Linked DNA regions of Sus scrofa: region 1 is linked to region 2. A link is a contact called in public HiChIP or PLAC-seq data. All regions are on one chromosome and are shown on one strand. The core of a region is the stretch at or near the end of the contact, and the rest is flanking DNA. Distances in the headings are between cores, read along the strand shown.

Region 1 (7,034 bases), core at 3,384-5,883, 280 kb after region 2:
GCTGTCAACACCCCAGCTCCCCACCCCAGGAAGGGAGAACTGGGAGGGGTACCGGGGGTGTGTGGCCAGGCCAAGGCAGAGGCTCCAGCAACTTCCATTCACACTCCTTTCTACTGCTCTCTGATGGTCACACAAAGAGGACCACACTTAACTGAGAGAGAGGCTGGCCCACCCCTTACCTAGGTACCCTTCTCCACTGGGTGGGAAGCGCTGCCCCTGCCCCAATCCACTTCCGAAACAAACCACCAAGTTGCCTAACTTTCTACTGAAACACAACTATACAAGTTTGTGATTTTATTTTGTTCTTGTCATTTTAGGCAGCCAGGGCATCTGGCACCTGCTCTGTCAAGGTGAGCTGCTGTCACTGTCCCATGCCTGCTCAGTGAACAGGACTGACAGCCGTCCTGCCCTCACTGACTGTGATTCTAATGGAGTGTGACTGTCGGTGAACCACCTGGGAGAAAAGCCCTGCACGTATATAGTTTGTTGGAAGGTGAGACGCTGTGGGGGAAATTGGACCTGGAGAGGGGACAGCCAACTGTGCCCACTGCTTCCTGCGCTGGGGGCTCTGCCATCCGCCCACTGCCCTGTGGTCCACTTTCCCAGTGGTCGGTTGTGCTGCCCTCCTGCTCACCTGACCACCTGCTCTCAGGGTCTGCTGGACCTCAGCTCAGACCTGGTTCTCGCCCACACCAGGGCTTAGAATTTGGAATTTGTTGTATTTGATTTTGCAGGACTTTCATTACATGTGGACGAAGAAAGCAGAAGCAATTAGCCTTTTAATGACAATGATTTCAGTTCATTTTATAACTGAAGCCTAGGACATGTTTAAAGAAGAAAGCTGTCATTTATTCCCTGTCTTGAGCAGAATTGATAAATTGGTTCTTTGTAGCTTAGGTGGGGGGTCTCCTCCTGCCCCGACCTTTGTTGCCTGGGGCTCTTTCTCTCTGTGCCCCCATTGGGGATACGCTGTGTGCTCTGCCCTGGGTGGCTCCCTGATGCCCCATCTTACTATTGTCCTATGTCCTCAGTCCAATGTCAAAGAAACAAGAAAGAGTCAGGCTTTGCTCAGCACCTGCTTTGTGCCAGGCCCCCAGCTCTGTGCTGGCGCTCATCGCACTGTTGTGTCCACATCAGTCCTAGGTGAGGTCATGATTAATCTTTTTTTTTTTTAGGGCCACACCTGTGGCATATGGAAGTTTCCAGGCTAGGGGTTGAATTGGAACTGCAGCTGCCAGCCTATACCACAGCCACGGCAACACCAGATCTGAGCTGAGTCTCAGCTTAGACCACAGCTCGAAGTAACGCTTAACCCACTGAGCAAGGCCAGAGATCGAACCTGTGTCCTCATAGATACTAATCGGGTTCATTTCCGCTGAGCTATCCTATTCTGCAGAGGAGGAAATCACTGAAGCTCAGAGAGGTCCTGAGCTTGCTCAAGGTCACACAGCCAGGAGCTGTTGCTTCCCACCAGGGTTGTTTGGCTCTACTCAGCCTCCTTGCCAAGCCACCGGGCCACCCCTCACAGCACACAGAGGGGCTGGGTCTTTCTCCTGTCCTGAGTGCCCCCATCCCCTGGAGATGTCTGGTGACTACCCTCTGGTGCACCCACTGCCCCCTGCTGGTCTTTCCCCCAGATGGGAGGTGGGGCCAGAGGGGGCAGTGGGAGGAGCCACAGAGGGGCATTTGGGGATCTGTGACAATTTTCTGGCTCCTCACCTTGAGTTTGCTCCGTGGACCCACTAGGGTGGCAGTGACAGCTCCCAAAGGGCTTGGGGTGACAAGACGGGGGGTTGGGGGGGAAGCAGCTGTCTCGAGGTGGTTTTAATGTAGACAAGATGCTTACTCACACTGAATTTATGGGAGGGATGAGGGGCTGATGGAGATTATGGGGGTGACCAAAGCTGCCCCTTGGCACTGATCATAGCCTGCAGAGCAGCCCGGGAGCTCCTGTAGAACCAGCGGGACCATAGCATTGGGTCCACCATCCCTGTCCGGGGCCTCAATTAGCCTCCTCAAGCTCAGCCCAGATGCGACTTGGTCCTGGACCAGCAAATACACAAAGCTTCTACCCTAATTGCTATGAGGTGGTTTAGTTCATGAAAACCAAGTCCATGTTATTTTATTTCGGGATTTGTGTGTTCCACACATCCTACCATAATATGTATTTTTATTGTAATTTGAAAATGTGCTATTTTTAAAAGAGATGATTCCAATTCACTTTGGAAACCAGTAGCTAGGTCCAAGGTCAAACTCTAGGCCAAACTCTAGGACCTTTCCTTTTTTTTCCTTGACCGTCCCTGAAGGTAGTCAGGGAGGTGGGGGTGGGAAGCAGATGAGAACTTAAATTGGGAACTGGAGTCATGACACCGCCCTGCATACTTGGCTTTGCCCAAGTCAGTTCACATCTCTGAGCCTCAGTTTTCCTTCTCTGTAAAATGGGGGAAATAATGGTTCATATCACACAAGACTGTTGTGAAAAGTAATTGAGAATGTGCGTGTCACTTGCTTATCAGGGGGCTGGCCTACCGTCACCATGGGCACCAAAATATGTCGCCAGCACCCACAATGGCAGCAGGCTAGAATAGGCTTCTGGTCACGTGGTATTGGGGGCACCTGTGTACAGCCCACAAGACTGGTGACACTACTGTGACTTCATCCCCATCAACCCTAGGGTTTGTTCAGGTCTAAAAGGAAACTGAAGTGTCTTCTGTGTCGAGGTCTTGGCTTACCTAGCAAAGTATTATTCTACAGGCTTACCTAGCAAAGTATTATTCTGCAGGCTTACCTAACAAAGTATTCTACAGGGAGACATTCAGTAGCAGTAATGGTTACTTTCCAAAGGAGCTTTCAACAAGCCAACGTGAACGCCCCCAGCGCTGGGGCTGGTGGCTCCACCCTTGGCCCTTGCTCTCAAGGTGTTCTGAAGACATGGATCCCAATATTAACTTACAAGGTGGATCAGTGGGAGCTGGCCAGATGTTTCTATGCAGAGATGGGGACCCCAAGTCACCCAGGTAACATGTGTCCTGTCTCAGTTTAAGTGGGTGACAGTGGAGAAGCCCATGTGATGCTGACTTTGGCAACAACATCCCTGCACGTCTCAGCCTCCTGAGAAGACAGAGCCAGGAGCCCAGGGTTTTGATGGGCCAGACTCACCAACGAGGCTGGGGGGTTTCAAGGTGTCTGGGGCTTTACAGAGGGTCTCTGGAAGTAGCGAGTCCCTGAGAGATGGCCTGTCTTCCTATATAGAGAAGATAGGCAAATTATTAAAACAAAACAAAACTAGCAGTTTCTCAAATTGGGTCATGACCATTAGTGAGAAATGAAATCATTTCAAGGGTGGGAAGGGGACGTGTGTGACCAGTGCCTTTGGAAAAGGAAATAGAGAAGTGTCATTGTAGGAGTTCCCACTGTGGTTAAGCGGTAATGAGCCTGCCTAGTATCCATGAGGATAAAACCCATGAGGTGGGTTAAAGAATCTGGCTTTGCCATGAGCTGTGGTGTAGGTCAAAGATGTGGCTTGGATTCAGCATTGCTGTGGCTGTGGTGTAGGCTGGCGGCTACAGCTGGATTTGACCCCTGGACTGGGAACTTCCATATGCCACCAGTGCAGCCCTTAAAAGCAAAAAAAAAAAGAAAAAATTGTATTTCTTGTATAGTAATGGTAAGTACCTGTGTGTGTGTGTGTGTGTGTGTGTGTGTGTGTATTTTTTCCTGTGTGTCGTGGTCAGACATTCTGAAAAATACATCTTTATTGTATGTAGGGATGTTTTCCAGATCTTATAATTTTTTTTTTTTTTTTTTTTTTTGCTTTTTAGGGCCGCATCTGTGGCATATGGAGCTTCCCAGGCTGGGAAATTTAATCGGAGCTACAGCTGCCGGCCTATACCAGAGCCACAGCAACACTAGATCTGAGCTGCGTCTGTGACCTACACCACAGCTCACAGCAATGCCAGATCCTTAAGCCACTGAGCAAGGCCAGGGATTGAACCTGCAACCTCATAGTTCCTAGTCAGATTCATTTCTGCTGCGCCACAACAGGAACTCCAGATCTTATGACTCTTAATACAGTGTTTTGCAAACTTTTTTGACAACAATTCTCAGTAATACATTGTGCATTGTGAACTAGAACATGCATACATGTAGCTGAAACAGAAATTTCAAAAAACAATATTTACTCTTGCTATGTGCCATGTACTTGGATCATTCTATTCTATTCTATTTTTCAGAAAATGCTGACCTGGCCTAATAAGTTTGTTTCACAACCCACTAAGTGTCCACTTCAATTTTTTTTTTTTTCTTTTTAGGGCCGCATGCACAGCATATGGAGATTCCCAGGCTAGGGGTCGAATCAGAGCTACAGCTGCTGGCCTACACCAGAGCCACAGCAACGCAGGATCTGAGCTGGGTCTTCGACCTACACCACAGCTCACGGCAACGCCGGATCCTTAACCCACTGAGCAAGGCCAGGGATCGAACCCACAACCTTATGGTAACTAGTCAGATTCGTTTCCACTGAGCCACAACGGGAACTCCCACTTCAAGTTTTAAAACCCTGCGTTAATAGGCCCAGAGGGCACAGCTCTATTGCAGCTCCCAGCAGAACCCAGTGTTTAGAATGACTCTGAGTCACTGAGGAAAGTTCGATTGTGGATCCAATATGCTATTTAAAGCTACAAGAACATGTGTGGTGCCTAATAGAAGTGTTTATATTCTCCAAACAGTTGGCATTCAAACAAAGCTCTGGCAACTCAGGGGGAAACTAGAAAATCCTCTTGGGTGGGACCTCAGGTGCCATGTAACACAGGTGTGACTCTGTTGGCTGAGTGGAGGGAGGTGCGACAGACCCGACCGCGGGGAGAGAGGGTTCCGCTGTCTTTGGGAAGCTGCAGTAACTCTCCAGGGCGCACCTCCCAGGCCGGGATTCCTTCCCACTGCAGCCAGGCGGACTCGCACGGCCTCAAAGTCAACCTATCTCCCCAAGGTATGTAACCAGCACCCCCCACCCCTGCGGGAAAGGTCCAGAAATGGGGTTCTCTTTCCAGAAGAGAGGATGTATCCATCTCAGCTGGAGCTCTTGCTCTAAACTGCCTTTCCATCGCCCCTGAGGTCGGTCTAGAGGGAATTCAGGGTCAAAGTTCCTTCCGCTTCCTGATTCTGCTTCTCAGAAAAAGCAGCTGCTTTTCCCTTGACTGGGATTGGCCTCGGGAACCCATTCTAACACCTACTCAGGGGCCTGCCATCCAAGCATCCGTGGTGGTGCCACCTTCTCGCCCAACCAAAGGACAGGGACAGACATGGAGATCTTGCTTTCTAAAATATGTGTGGAGTTCCCGTCGTGGCGCAGTGGTTAACGAATCCGACTAGGAACTGTGAGGTTGCGGGTTCGGTCCCTGCCCTTGCTTAGTGGGTTAACGATCCGGCGTTGCCATGAGCTGTGGTGTAGGTTGCAGACGCGGCTCGGATCCTGCGTTGCTGTGGCTCTGGCGTAGGCCGGTGGCTACAGCTCCAATTAGACCCCTAGCCTGGGAACCTCCATATGCTGTGGGAGCGGCCCAAACAAATAGCAAAAAGACAATAAATAAATAAATAAATAAAATATGTGTAGGCAGAGCATTCAGAGTTAAGTTTTTTTTTTATTACTGTGATAAAATATGCATAACATAAATCTTACTATTTTAACCATTGTTTTCTTTTCATGACCACACCTGCGGCATATGGAAGTTCCTGGTCTAGGGGTTGAATCAGAGCCTCAGCCAGGGCAACACCAGATCTGACTCTTATCTGCAACCTGCACCGTAGCTTGTGGTAATGCTGGCTCCTTAACTGACTGACTGAGGCCAGGAGTCAAAACTGTATCCTCACAGACACTATGCTAGGTTCTTAACCTGCCAAGCCACAATGGGAATTCCTATTTTAACCATTTTTTAGTGTGCAGTTCAGTGGTTTTTTTTTAAAAAAAAGTATGTTTACCTGGTTGTGCAGCTGTCCCCACCATCCATCTCCTAAACTTTTCATCTTCCCAAACAGAAACTCTCTACCCATTAATCAAAACCTCTCACGCCCCCTCCCCCACCCCCTGGAAACCACCTTTCTACTTTTGTCTCTGCGGATTTGGCTACTCAAGTAACTTATAAAGTCAAATCATACAGTATTCGTCCTTCTGTGGATTTGACTACTCAACTTATAAAGCGGAATCATACTTTATAATGATTCGTCTTTCTGTGGGTGGCTTATTTCTCTTAGCAAAATATCCTCAAGGTTCATCCATGTTATAACAGGCCAGAATTTCCTGCCCCCCCCTTTTTGTCTTTTTTTTAGGGCCACACCTGCAGCGCATGGAAGTTCCCAGGCTAGGGGTTAAATCAGAGCTGCAGCTGCCAGCGTAAGCTACAGCCACAGAAACTCCAGATCCAAGCCACATCTGCAACCTCCACCACAGCCACAGCAACACCAGGTGATCCTTAACCCACAGAGTGAAGCCAGGAGGGACCCATGTCCTCATGGATACCAGTCAGGTTCGTTACTGCTGAGCCACAACGGGAACGCCCAGAATTTCCTTCCTTTTTAAGGCTGTGTAATCTTGCCTTGTATGAACACACTGCGCTTTGCTCACTTGTTCATCCCGCAGGGGACACGTGGGTTGCTCCCACCTTCGGCCTGATATAAATAGTGCTGCTCTGAACGTGATGGATGAATAGCTCTTTGAGATCCAGGTTTCAATTCTTTTGCATCTGTACCCAGAAGCAGAACTGGTGGATCATATGCTGATTCTAGTTAAACTTTTTTGAGGAACCATCATATGGTTTTCCATAGCAGAGTTAAGCTTTTAAAGAACTCCATCGTGGGGGGCTTTAGAGAAATGGAAACGTGTAATGTAATTTCCATCTTAAATTAGATGATTGAAACAGTATTCCTCCTAATCCTGTTAGCAACCACAACCACTAACACTGAGCCCTGAGTGGGTGTGCAGGTGTGTGCTAAGCATCTCTTTTGCATTTTTTTTTCTTGTCTTTTGTCTTTTTAGGGCC
Region 2 (6,455 bases), core at 1,278-3,777:
AATCGGAGCTACAGCTGTCGACCTATGCCACAGCCACAGCAAGGCAGGATCTGAGCCACGTCTGTGACCTACACCGCAGCTCATGGCAATGCCAGATCCTCAACCCACTGAGCAAGGCCAGGGATCGAACCCGCAACCTCACGGTTCCTAGTCAGATTCATTTCCACTGTGCCACGACAGGAACTCCCACACAGCTCTTTGACTTCCTTCTTCCTGCTCCTCTTTTCTCAGGCTGACTTTTTCAAAACTGAACTTTAATTTAGAAACAACATGCGTGAGGATAAGCGCCAGACGCTAGGTGCACAGCTCCATGACTTCACCACAAAGTAAACATACCCATTTTAAGAAACAACATTTCCCACATGTTGGAAGCTGAGAAGCTTCCCTCGTGCCTCGGATATAATCCTTCTCCTATGTCCATCCAGCTCTAGAGATCTGCCTGCTTTTGAACTTGATACAAATGGAAGCTTGCAGTATATGTTCCTTTACAACTGGCTTCTTTTAAGGTTGTCTGGGAGGTTCATCCGTGCTCTTGTGAAGCAGTCACTCCCTCCTGGTTACTGCCATCTGGTGTGATGTCTACACCACAGACCCCTCTGCAGTTCCACTTCATATCCCACCACCCCCGCTCTCCCCTCCCTCTATGCTGTGGATACTCGACACGCCACGTCCTCCTTCTCTGGGGCTTCCTGGCTGCCACAGAGGAGCGAGGTGCCCTGGGACCCAGTCAGCACCCACACATCCAACCCCAGGTGAACCTACGCTGGGGGAAACCTCTCACCAGGGAGATGGAAGCCAGGGGACAAATCCCTCTCATCTCTGATCCACCGACAGGCCGCCCTGAGACACGGTAGGTCGCAAAGCTCTTGGAAGATGACACTTTTGTAGTGAGTAGCGACCAACACAGTAACACCCCCGCCTTCCACTCTGGCCTCACTCTGTTTTCCCTTCTGTCTCTTTCTTCAGTTGGACGGCAGTGGGAACCCCATTCCCCAGTGTAACTGGGGTGTCAGACAGGAAGTCATGCAACTTCAAAGTCCCTTCCTAAGGTTCTGCTTTTGGGGTCACTGTTGGCACCAACTCTCGTAGCCTGGGTTCCCCAGAAAGCACACAATCTAAAGCAAAAGCTTATATACAATCATGTTAGGAAGGAGTACAGTCCCTGGGGAGGAGGTTTGAGGAGACAGGGACCAAGGCCCCCGCTAAAATGGCCCAGCAGGGATCAGGGGACACAATGCGAATGGATTCTGAGGATGCTGAACTGGGGTGGGCGGGTGGAACATAAGGCCTGACGGAGAAGAAATTATTGCCATGGAAACATTTTCTGAGACTCAGGATTCAACATCCTGGCAGGGCCACCTGGAGCCAGTGCTGGGAGTCGGCTGCAAAGGCTCCCTTGAAGCTGGGACAAAGCAGTGCACAGGGTCAGCAGATACACAGATTCATAAAGCTGCAGCAGCAGTCAAGATGCTGTGGACATGGCACGCTCAGAATCAACCCTAGGAAGTCCAGAAGTCACAGCAAATGACATGCACAGGAGCCTGTCACCTCCCTCTATTGCACCAAGGCTTCTTCCTTAACTCACATCTCTGGCCTCATCGAGGGGGGCTCCCCATGATCAAGAGCCACTGGCCTACACCACAGCCATAGCAACTCGGGATCCGAGCCGCGTCTTCGACCTACACCACAGCTCACAGCAATACCAGATCCTTAACCCACTGAGCAAGGGCAGGGATCAAACCCGCAACCTCATGGTTCCTAGTTGGATTTGTTAACCATTGCACCACGACGGGAACTCCTCAGCCTAAGAATTTTAAAGGCACACAGACATTCAGTTCCAGTTTCGAGAGGAAACTGGGCCTACCTTCTAGATGAGCTGGCCTGCTTTCAGGTGGGTGCAGTTGGCCTGTTAGAACATGAAAAGCTCAGTGAAGTCGCCCACTCAAGACAGTAGCCGGTGGGGCTGGGGGGCTGTCCTTGAGGACTGTGCTGAACCACTGATCAATGGCTGATCCACTGGTGTTGGGTCCCCCACTCTAGAGTCTAAGGGGGAAGGACCCATTATTCTATAATTACAGAAATCACATTGCCTGCTGCTGTGGCCTCGGGGTCTGTGAGATGTCTTGTGTCCGTGAACTCAAGCGATCGGCTCCTCTGGTCACAGGAGGGGGTCACTCAGTGCGCCTTCCGCCCTCCCTCCCTCTTTCCCTGCCTCCCTCCTGCCTCCCCGGGATGCTGCTACTCAGGAACAAGACAAAACATAAGCTTTAACTCTAGGTTCTGCTTCTAGGAAACCCAGACAGAACAGCTTTCTATTGTTGATAAACGTTGGACTCGTTTCCAGTTTGGGGCATTTTGAAACCTGCTGCCATATATCTTCTTGTCCATGTCTTTCGGACATAAAACCACGCATTTTTGCTGACTACATCCCTGAGACTGGAACTGCTGGCCTTTTGCTCTGTGTCTGTTCAGTAGGCACTGCCGAGTAGTTTTCCAAAATCTGCTCCACTTCCTCATCTCACCCTACTTCCTAACAGATATTATGTGGCTACATCCAAGAAAGTACCCTTTGCCTTATAGTTTTCTTGCTTTCTGATGTGTAAGAATTCAGCAGGCTGTTGGGGTGGAATTCTCCAATTTGGAAATACTTAAAGGAGACTGGTGATAGGGACTTTGTAGACAAGTCCCTTCTCTGGAAGAGGTAGAATTAAACAAACTTTAGGCTCCTCTCAACTCTAAGATCTTACAATTTAGTTGATGATCCTGGAAGCAACTTCTGTTAAGAATAATTCTGTGTCTGCAAACTGCAAGTGGTGCGGCAAGAAAGTATCTATATACCTACAGATATACATCTCTATATATCTGGGTGTGTGTGTGTATACACACATAAGAGGGAATTAGAAAGAAAGAGGAAGCAAATGTGGCGAAATGTCAAATGGTCACAGTGTTATTCTCCCACACTTTCTCCAGGTCTGAAATTTTAAAAATACAATTTTTGAAAGAGAGTGAAAAAATAAGAAATCCTGAATAAAACACTTGGCAGAAGTATGTTTTAAATGTTATTATATTCCACCCCATGGATATGCTATCCACACCTTTGGGCGGGCATATAATCCTATCCTACATTTATTAAATACTGTGTGTTAGGAACTGAATGGCTGTGTGCCTTTAAAATTCTTAGGCTGAGGAGTTCCCGTCGTGGTGCAATGGTTAACAAATCCAACTAGGAACCATGAGGTTGCGGGTTTGATCCCTGCCCTTGCTCAGTGGGTTAAGGATCTGGCATTGCTGTGAGCTGTGGTGTAGGTCGAAGACGCGGCTCGGATCCCGAGTTGCTGTGGCTGTGGTGTGGGCCAGTGGCTCAGCTCCAATTAGACCCCTAGCCTGGGAACCTCCACATGCCGCCAGAGCAGCCCTAGAAAAGGCAAAAAGACAATTAAATAAATAAATAAATAATTAATTAATTAAATTAAATTCTTAGGCTGAAGACCTAACCGTCAATGTGACTCGCATTTGTGGACAGGACCTTTATGGAGATAAAGGTAATGAGGTCATGAGTGTGGGGTCCTCCTCCAAGAGGATTAGTGTCCTAAGAGAAAGAGACCCCAGAGAGCTGGCTCTTGCTCTCTCTCTAAGCACATGCACTGAGGTGAGGTCATGTAAGGACACAGTGAACAGATGGCTGTTTGCAACCCAAGGGAGAAGCCCTCGCCAGATACCAACGGGGCTGGCACCTTGGCCCTGGACGTCTCAGCGCCCAGAACTGTGAAATAAATTTCTGTTGTTTAAGTCACCAGCCTGCAATATTTTGTTATGGTGGCCTGAGGCAGACTAAGATACTGCGTAAGTTCTATTTTAATTCACATCCTGTTCGTTTCCAATGAACTGCACATCCATGAGGTGGGCTAAGTTGTAATCAAAGCCAAATGATAAGACATGACCCATCTTCCTGAAGGAATTGTTTTACCCAATTGGGATAACAGATTGTTTACATACGAAAGGATCCACATTCATGTTTAGATGTGACATGTAAAAACGCCAGAGATAGAAGGCCAACCAGACGAAATAAATTTTGTGCTCACTATGCGATGACTCTGCCTGTGTATCTAGGTGCTCTGGAGATGGGTCCTCGTTTATATTGAAAAGTTTGCAAAACATTCTTTTTTGACAGTTTAAGGCAGGTGCTAACTTTGCTTTTCATCTGCAAGTAGTTCATTTTTGTATCCCTAAAAGGCAGGGATTTTTAAAAACCACAACTACAACTTATTATACCCAAGAACAATTAGCAGTAATTCCTTTGTAGCACCCAGTATCCAGGCAATATTCAAATTTCGCCAGCAGTGTTTTATACGTTGTATGAATATAATTACATTTGTATGATTTAGCATTTGAATTTAACATATAGAACTGAAATTAGAATTTGTCTGAATCAGAATTTAAGTAAGATGCAAACACTGTTTAAGTGTCTTTTCATCTACAGGTTCCCAGGCTTTTTTCTTATAATTTATTTGCTACAAACTGGGTTGTTTGTCTGTAGAACTTCCCACAGTCTGGATATTGTGACTGTATTCCTGTGGCATCGTTTAATCTGTTCCTTGTCCCCTGCTTCTGTTTAAAACTTGACAGCTAGATCTAGAGAGAGGCCTGGCTTCTCTCCATGCCATTATACAAAGTTATTTCCATAGACACGGCATTTGGAGGCCCCAAAATACCTGCCTGAATGTCTAAGACTGCCTTTTAAAACCTTAAAAAGCATGATAATTATAATTGGCCTGTATATAAGTAAGGACTCCTTTACAAAGGAGTCTTTGTAATCTTATTGCTAAAAATGAAAGGCTCTTTTTTTTCTTTTGTTTTTATTAAAGTATAGTTGATTTACAATGTTGTGCCAATTTCTGCTGTACGGCAAAGTGACCCAGTCATACATACATATACATTCTTTTCTCATGATGTCTTCCATCATGGTCTATCCCAGGAGACTGGATATAGTTCCCTATGCTGTGCAGTAGGACCTCACTGTTTATCCACTCTAAATGTAACAGTTTGGGATGGTCAGGGGGTTTGAGGTTGGTAGAAAGGCTCTTTTTTATTTAGATGATTTTTTTAGGAGAGTGCTACTAATGAAAATGTAATCAGTTTAAGTCAAACAAAACTCAAATCTATAGGAGTAAGCTGTTTATTTTTATTTAAAAATAATATTCATAAATATGCAATTTTAGTTTGAAAATTATAAATGATGATTTAAAATTGCTGAAGTAAAAACCGCACAAAGCTTACAAATAAAAGAATCATCCTGCAAGGACAACTGGCCACTGGGGGAAAACAAACTGACACCAAGATAAATCCCAGATGGAGTGCATAAGCATAAAAATAAAACATAATTCTAAAGGAAGATTTAAGAGAATATTTTTATAATCTTGGGTTGGGGTGGAGTGACAATCCGATATCAAAGCCAGATATCATAAGCCTGACATATCTTGCAACATAGAAATAAAAAAACTTCTCTATCTAAACCCCTCTAAAAACAAACTTAAAATCCCATATTACTACAAAGTTTTCAAAGAAATGACAAAGTGGAAAAAACATTTCCGATATTAATGGCAGATAAAGGATTCAAATTCTTAATAGAGCTTTCACCTTCCATAAGAAAAACTTCCCCATAGGAAAGTGGGCAAAGCTCATAAACAGCAATTTATAAAAAAAAGAAAATACAAATGTCTAGATACATGAAAAGATGCTCAAACTGAATGCTCATCAGAGGAACGCATGCAAATGATAACAACAGTAGGAAATAATTTAAGACTGAAATTGATAGTATCCAATGTATTCATATACAATTCATGAGAATATGATCTGGTAAACCCTTTAGAGGGAAATCCAGGCATCTGTGTCAAAATAAAGATGTGTTTATCTTTCTCCTAGGAATCTATTCTAAGGAAATCATGAGACAAATGCAAGCACATATATAAAAAATATTTGTGTTGCTTATAATTAGTGAAGGACTAGAAGATGCTAATGAAATGTTAAACTTCGGAGACTCAAACTACATATCTCCTTTGTCAAAAACCCTGAATATATATACAAATATAGAGAGAAAATTGTAGAAATACATAAAACATAAAATAGGGGAGGGATGGAAGGAGAGTAAGAGCTTACACAGTATTATCTCCATATGATGAGGTTATGAGTGATTTCACTTTGTTCCTTATATCTTTCTGTATTGTCTGAAAATTTCTCCCTGCATTACAAATTACATGCAGAAAAAGTAAAGCCATTTTGGGAAAAAAACATGCTGAGATTTTTCTAGCTTCCTGTTCTGTTTCTGATCCCACCTGCCAAGGACATTTTGTGAAAAGCAATGCTCACCATGATTACTATAAATTACTAAAAATATTTTACATTTTATCTATTAATTATTTTACCCTAAGAGATATTCTTTAATTACATCTTCAGTC

Evidence for each region. HiChIP or PLAC-seq counts read pairs in DNA pulled down with a chosen protein or histone mark.
Region 1: an H3K27ac HiChIP or PLAC-seq map of alveolar macrophages shows a contact between it and region 2. The contact joins two enhancer-like sites. A contact is called at or near these places in 16 of 47 Hi-C or Micro-C datasets (adipose tissue, blood, brain and 6 more) and 2 of 2 datasets of contacts at active chromatin or transcription factors (alveolar macrophages and skeletal muscle).

Annotation. Positions count from the first base shown.
Region 1 is chr7:112,850,033-112,857,066 of Sscrofa11.1, forward strand. C7H14orf159 (UPF0317 protein C14orf159 homolog, mitochondrial) reads left to right here. Exons shown (of 20, transcript XM_021100082.1): 14 at 318-433; 15 at 2,765-2,951; 16 at 2,954-3,017. Among named protein-coding and RNA genes, the nearest start is that of GPR68, 51 kb to the right of the region's middle. Within about 2 kb of position 4,634, at least 1 of the 83 cell types and tissues checked has an H3K27ac peak or open chromatin away from gene starts, as enhancers often do. A contact at or near this core is called in alveolar macrophages, where this site is marked.
Region 2 is chr7:112,571,349-112,577,803 of Sscrofa11.1, forward strand. All of the region lies in intron 14 of RPS6KA5 (ribosomal protein S6 kinase alpha-5), which reads right to left. Among named protein-coding and RNA genes, the nearest start is that of TTC7B, 55 kb to the left of the region's middle. Within about 2 kb of position 2,528, at least 1 of the 83 cell types and tissues checked has an H3K27ac peak or open chromatin away from gene starts, as enhancers often do. A contact at or near this core is called in alveolar macrophages, where this site is marked.